2 separate regions of the Rattus norvegicus genome follow, and region 2 is linked to region 1. Evidence: chromatin contacts called from public Hi-C data. All regions are on one chromosome and are shown on one strand. Each heading gives the region's core, a stretch centred on a gene start, on an enhancer-like site or on the middle of the called end of the contact. The rest is flanking DNA. Distances are from core to core; before and after follow the strand shown.

Region 1 (3,582 bases), core at 833-3,332:
GTAAGTCAGCCTAGGAGACCCAGTGCCCATTTGGGCTTCCAGAGAGACCTGTGTGTACATGGCAGGCAGGTAGGAAGGCAAACACCCACCCGTGCACATAGAAATAAATATCTTAAAAACTGAAGGGTTGGGGATTTAGCTCAGTGGTAGAGCGCTTGCCTAGGAAGCGCAGGGCCCTGGGTTCGGTCCCCAGCTTCGAAAAAAAGAACCAAAAAAAAAAAAAAAAAAAAAAAAAAAACTGAAAAAAGTAGGTGGGTGGGTGCTGTGGCACAAGTATGAAATTCCAGCATGGGCGAGGTTTGGGTATGAGTGCAAGACCTACTAGTGCTACAAATGAATATACCTCAAACAACAGCAACAAAAGCAAAAAGTAAGATATTATAAAGATTACATCAAGTTATATAAAATTCAAAATTTAATGTTTACAAATAAAAGTTCTAATAAAACAGAGCCATTTTATTTACTAATATGCTGGCTATGGCTGCATCTGCATGAGCTAGGCAGTTTGTTTAATAACAATATTTTATAAGACTATTTTCCTGACCCTTTGCAAAGGAAATGACTACCCCGTTTCCTGCTTCGAGGTTTATTTTTATATGAACATGCTGTTGCTGTCTTCAGACACAGCAGAAGACGACACAGGATCCCATTACAGATGGTTGTGAGCCACCATGTGGTTGCTGGGAATTGAATTCAGGACCTCTGGAAGAGTGGTCAGTGCTCTTAACCACTGAGCCATCTCTCAGGCCTGTCTTGCTGACTTTAATCCTCCTGTTATACAGTAGTTACTGCCGCCTTTAGTCCTCATCACACTCTCACCATCACTTAAAATCCTAGTTTGTTGTTTTCTTCTCATTACCACAGTGTTTGTGCAGATGCCCATATGCTGTGGCAAGTGTTTCAGGTTAGAGGACAACTTTCGGGGTCATTCTCCTTTAAGGATTGGGTCTCAGTAACTAACTCCATGCCTCTGTCATGCGTTACTGGCATGGGGTGGGGTTCTGTATCTTTCTAGTTTTTTTTTTTTTTCATTTATTACACATAACTGATAGAAATGACAAAGCAGCCAGAGGTTTCCTTCATTTGCTAGCCTGTGACAAGCACAATGCCTGGAACACAGTGGATAAGTAAATGCTTAAGAATCGAGGGGCATGGTATGTCTAAGGCTAGCCTCAGGCTAGCCTGGTCTACAAAGCAAGTTCCAGGCAAGCCAGGGCTACACAGAGAAACTCTGTCCTGTGGGGTAGAAAAAAAGACAAAACAGAGAGAAGGCAACAGAAGGCAGCAACTAGGCTTAAGAACCATTGGAGGGGCTACATCAGCTCCATATCCTAAGAGGATGAACCCAGGAACACTTGTTTAACGAACCAGTATCTCATGTCCTAAAAATGTGCATGACTTTGCTCACCGGAAGAGTCTTCATCCACGTTCTCATACTGCAGAAGTCGATCTAGAAGGAAACTGAGAGAAGTGGGAAGGAGAATGATTATTCCCATTTTGGTGATGTTCTTGAGCTCTATCTAGTCCCTCCTAGAAGGCCCACTGGATCCTCCTAAAACTGCATGCATTTGGGGTCCTATTCCAGGGCGGAGTGAGAACGAGGATTCCCAAGGATGAGGAATCTACATTGCTGTGTCCACAACAAGCCTTACCTCTTGTCTCGGGAAACCTTCAGCAATTTTCTTTGCGCCTTCCTGAGCTCCTCCTGGAAGCACTCGTGTTCCTGCAGCGGACAGGGAGGGTGCTGAGCCAAGAGCAATCCGTAAAAGACCCAGAACCCAGAGACATCTCTCCCTACTCACCCCCTTTACCACATGGGTAAACTGAGGTCCTCTCAGAGCTAGGCCTCACACTCCATAACCGTCCCACACCGGTACTCACGTAAATGAGGAACTTGAGCTTCCGCTTCAGATTCCTGTATTTCTTTTTGTAGTCCACTTCGCCGTCCGCTGGTCCGTTCATGACCCGCCTGGGAGAAGCGCCCCGGAGTAGAGTCCCGCTACCCAAGTCCGCCCGTCCTCTCTCTCTCACACACACACACACACACACACATACACACACGCACACACCCCTCCACTTCCGGACTTTGCAACGCCGTACGAAACGGACTACGACTCCCGGCGTGCTCCGCGCGCAGGGAGCGTAATCACACCACCCGCCCTCCTGGGGAAGACCTGAAAGGAACGCAGCTTCCAGTGGCTTCGCGGTGAGCTGAGGTCACAGAGGAGCTGGACACTGGGGGGCGCAATTATTGATTCTAAACTGATTATAAAGATTTGGAGCCATAAGAATATAACCAGAAAGTCAGTGTTGGCGAGAATACCTTTTCCCTTTTACTTGTTGATCCAGACTACAGGGCAGCGTGAAAAACTACGTTATACGAGACGGCCAGTGCCGAACCGGCTTCTAACGAAAATTTTAATACGTAGCTCTAACAAAGAGCAGAAATCTCCCTCAAGAGCTACCAAGGAAAAGGCAAAATCTGGCTAAGTTTTCCGTCCCAGTACTCCACATCGGAGGCTCAACGGTCCCTTTCCTCACGAAGCCGCGGCACTGCGCGTGCGCAAACTACTGTCAAACGAACTGAAAGTGGCCCGGAAGAAAAAAGGCGGGAACAACCAATCCCCAGTGGCGCAAGATGGCGCCGGGAGATGAGATGCTGGAATTCACTCGCAGCTTCTTTCGAGCTTGCCCCGATCTCAGGTGCATAGAGTCTGGGTATTAGAGTCTGGGTTGTAAAGGGCCGGGGTTGGACTGGTACTCTGTCTTGATACGTGTTTCTGTAGCACGGTTACTCACTCCATCGTGCGACAGAAATTTTTGATTCACGTGGGTCGGGATCATCTTGAACCTGAGGAGAAGCAGGCGTTGAAAAGGCTGATGGAGGAGGAGCTGCTGAAGATGCAGGTGTGGGCCTAACTCTGGGCCAGGAGAGACAGGGTTTGTTGCTGAGGGTTTGGGGCAGGACACAACCTTGGTTCCGTTTACCCTCATGCTGCACCCACAGGCGGATGCTGGTACCAGGGAAGGAAAGCCAGACTTTATCAAAGTTAAGAGGTCTCCTGCTCCCTGCAGTCACCCAGAGAGGAAAAGGTTCCGCTTCAATTCAGAGTCAGGTTAGTGCCTTCTCCCGGTGTATCTGTCTGTGACTCCAGCAGCATTGGTTTATTCAAAAGGCGAGGTGCATGTATTAATTGCAAAGCAGTAAAGGAGCTGGGGGAGGGAGGGGAGCAATGGGTCAGGAACCATGTGGAGCCACATCTGTGGTGGTGCTTGCTGTCCTTCACTCGTAACCAGAGTGGATCCAGAAGCATCCTATTCTAAATAGAAGGGAAAGGAGGAACCCATCCCAGCCCTGTCCCCATGTTCCAGAATCCAGCTCTACACCATCCAGCCCAGACTGCTCAGGACCTCCAACAAAGAACAATACAACCAAGAAGGCATGCCCAAGAAGAACCTTAAAGAAAGCAGTTGAGAGCACAGATGAAGAGCAGCAAACAGACCTGGTTGCAAAGATGGGATTGGAGGAGAGTAGTGAGGAGGAGGAAGAAGGCTCTGTCAGATCAGGTGAGGTCTGGAAGG
Region 2 (3,356 bases), core at 751-3,250, 150 kb after region 1:
TGGGAATTGAACTCAGGACCTCCAGAAGAGCCGTCAGTGCTCTTAACCACTGAGCCATCTCTCCAGCTCACGTTGTTTTAAGAGGAGTCTTACTGAGTTGCCTAGGGTGGCCTGGAACTTTGGGGATAAAACAGTCCTCATGCTCCCACACCTAGCTTCTGGCTGACATTTAATCCTATTCACACTTCTCCCAGGCTTTATTCGGGATCCATAGAATTGAGGATTCCAGGAACAACCCAACCTACCACATCAAACACCTTTACCCAACCCATTCTAGCCTTCGAGATCAAGGCCTAGCCCAATCATCTGGCTCTGGACGGTTGGCCTGGCTTCCCTGGAGACAGTATGGCTTGTCATCACGAGGTAGTCAGTCTCACTGAAGGGGACATAGAGGATCTGGGTGGGTTACTGCCATCCAGGTGATGGCACCAATGGGCTTTCAAAGGTGAGCATTTTGCATAACCTGAGCCAGTGAACAGCCTCTGCTACACAAGAAGAGTGTGGCATACCACAGCAGGCCTGAGCACCCAGCATGCAGGATCTCAAAGGTAGGAGTGGTCCTGCCCAACTGCCCCGCCTCAGGGCAGGGTGCCAAAGGTATAAGTAGATAGTTTCTGGGAAAGCCATCTGCCACACCCGTGATGGCCAGCCTCTCTTCCATGTCCCAGGGATATACAGGCAGGAGGGACATAAGGAACAGCTTTGTCAACCACCATCTCCTACTAGAGCTGGGCTCCAGTCACAGATCCCAAGTCCCTAGACCCTCAGGAGGGCTGTCCAGTTGAGCTTCCTCTTGTTCATTTCCCCTTCCCCTAAAGCTTTACTCTTGTTCTCATTAAACTCTGTACCTTCTGAAACCAAGCTACTCTTCCGCTTGTCCCGCCGCTAACCACTGCAAGAGTGGCCAAGGCCCATGGTTGGCACAGTCCTGCACAGGGCAACAGTAAAAAGCCTCCACAACTGGCAGAGAAGGGAGTCAAGGAGAAGTCACAAATGTCAGTCATTGAAGAGAAGGCAGAGCCCAGGTCCTCAGGGAGTGACACCACCAGATGGAGTCTGAATGGAAGCTGTAACTTTGCCCAGTTGGCTTCTGTTATTTGTGACAGGGTTTTACATAGTAGCTTAAGCTGTGGTAGAACTGTATCTCAGGCTGGCCTCAAGCCTCTGGAGACCCTCCTGCCTCAGTTGCCCAAGTGCCCCAAGTGCTGGGATTAGAGGTGTGAACTGTGTCGGGTAAGGTTCCCCGTTTCTTTTTTCTTTTTAAAGTGTGCTAGGGACCTCTGGACACATAGGTGTGCTATGTCACTGTGCCACACTCCATCCATCAGGGCAGAGTCCTTGCCCAAATACATGAAACCCTAGGTGTGAGCCCCAGCTCTGAATAAAACTGATGGCGATGACAGAAATCTATGTCAGCATTCACTCAGGAGATGGAGGCAAGAAGGTCAGGTGTTCAAGGTCATCCCGGGCTACAGAGAGTTCAAGACCACTTTCTCAACAACCACCACCACCACCCAACCAAAACAAAACCTAAAGTCAACCAACCAAACAAGAGAAATGAAAACGATGGTCTCTCCTGCTACGTGTCTGAGTTGGTTCAGGACTCCTGGGCTCAAGGCATCTTTCCGCTTCTGCTACGGAGCAGGGAGTAGCACATGTGTGCTACTGGGCCTGACAAAAGTACCCCCTCACCTATAATCTGTTGGGGAGACCCTGATGTCAGGGAGGCCTGAGGTTTTGGGGTTGAGGACATTAACAGGGTGCTTTCAAACCCTGAAACTCATAGAAAGTGAAACCTCACAAGGCAGAGCCACCAACGCCCTCCCTTCCTGTAATTTGTGACTGAGGTGTTCTTGTCTCAGTCACAAGAAAGATTTCTGAAAAGCAGGAAGACTAGAGAGAGCCTTTGGAACAGACCCCTGGGTTGGAGTCTGGGGGGGTCCCGCCAGGGTCACAATCTGTACTCACATTTAGCAGGGTAGCTGGCAGCTGCAAGCCACAGGTCAGGAATTTCCCTCACCAAGCGGGACTTCCCTAAAGGGCTGGGCCGGCAGGGGCGGAGCTTGGGTATTTAAAGGGCCCTGCAACTGGATCTTTTCCTCCTTCAGGATGCACTGAAGACACAGCAGCTAGGTTCATACTCCCAGACTGGCGATTTCTGCTTCAGTGCTAACTGGTGGGGTTGGATGAGTCTAGGAAATCAGAGGACCTGGTGGGGGGGGCAGGGGGGTTGGGGTAAGGGGGAGGTGTTAGATGATGGCTGGCTGCACCTCTGCCTCATCTGGCTTCAGTATATCACTGTGGAGGGATACAGTTCTGCCTCTGCCCAAGTAAGAACATGTGCTTGGGTTGAGCGGCAGTCTCTCCTCTGAAAAGATCATCAGGCATCTTTTATTAGATTCAGCATATCCAGCTCAAAACTGTAAACAGACACTAAACAACAACAACAACAACAACAACACACACACACGCACACGCACACACACACACACACACACACACTCTCCTGCAAGGCACTGCGCTGGGAGCTTGAGGCTTTTTCTGTTACAAGAGCCTGGGATGGGAAAGGCCGGCCATGCTCAGCACAAAACAGTCTGCACCTGTAGGCCAGAGCAGCAACAGTCAGTACTTTCGCTGCCTGGGAAAGAGACTATTTCCTGAGGATCGGAGTGGAGGGCTGGCAGGGCTGGGGCCTTCTGAGTCTAAGCTGAAGAGGTCTCTCCCGGTCCGAAGGATCTGCTCCTCTAGTTTCTTATGTCGCTTCATGTCTGAGAGGACTTTATCCAGACGCGCCTCCCGTTTCTGGCTCCGGGCTGAGCTTCCTAAGAAGGTAGGAAATGTGACACCATTAAGCCAGTGAGCATCCCCAAGCCCCTACACGTAGAGATCTTGTTAAATACATACTTTTTAGGCCTGGGGAGCACAGAGAAGCAAATGTTGAGGTTTGGGCCACACACAGGATGGCTGATATTAAGCTAAGATACCCATAATGCAATGGCTGGGGAACATAGCCATCAAGTGCAAAGGTCCTGGGGCAGGAGGCAGATTTATTCTGAGTACAGGGCACTGGGGCAGAGGCACTGGACATGCTCTTCCCTGTGATGGAATCCTCTGGAGGAGTACAAGCAGAGAAAAGACAAGACTTCACTTAGAAGGACTACTCTGGTTGCTAAGACCAGGACTGCGGATACTAGTTAGAACTGTGAAAAGTGTCAACAAGAGAAATCGAAGGTGGAACTGTAGAAGTGGAGCTAATTAATGCAACTTGCTGTTGGCTTAACCAGCTGGGAGAGAGCTCAAGAATGATTCTGAAAGTAAACTCTAGAAAGGCGACGGGCTGGGATGTCAGGAGATCT

The links. Hi-C and Micro-C count contacts between places; a contact is called where the count stands out from the background.
Region 2: a Hi-C map of hepatocytes shows a contact between it and region 1, with 2.0 times the contacts expected there. The contact joins the promoter of Mvp here to the promoter of Ino80e in region 1. A contact is called at or near these places in 1 of 12 Hi-C or Micro-C datasets (hepatocytes) and 1 of 1 datasets of contacts at active chromatin or transcription factors (oligodendrocytes).

The regions. Positions count from the first base shown.
Region 1 is chr1:190,900,440-190,904,021 of GRCr8, forward strand. It overlaps Ino80e (INO80 complex subunit E), which reads right to left and starts at 2,083. Exons shown (of 7, transcript NM_001013900.1): 1 at 1,882-2,083; 2 at 1,653-1,723; 3 at 1,409-1,461. The coding sequence starts at 1,962. Hirip3 (HIRA interacting protein 3) reads left to right here and starts at 2,626. Exons shown (of 7, transcript NM_001399662.1): 1 at 2,626-2,703; 2 at 2,787-2,907; 3 at 3,008-3,116; 4 at 3,373-3,582. The coding sequence starts at 2,639.
Region 2 is chr1:191,050,866-191,054,221 of GRCr8, forward strand. Mvp (major vault protein) reads right to left here and starts at 2,001. Exons shown (of 15, transcript NM_022715.2): 1 at 1,969-2,001. It overlaps Pagr1 (Paxip1-associated glutamate-rich protein 1), which reads right to left. Exons shown (of 3, transcript NM_001393856.1): 3 at 2,363-2,822. The coding sequence ends at 2,623.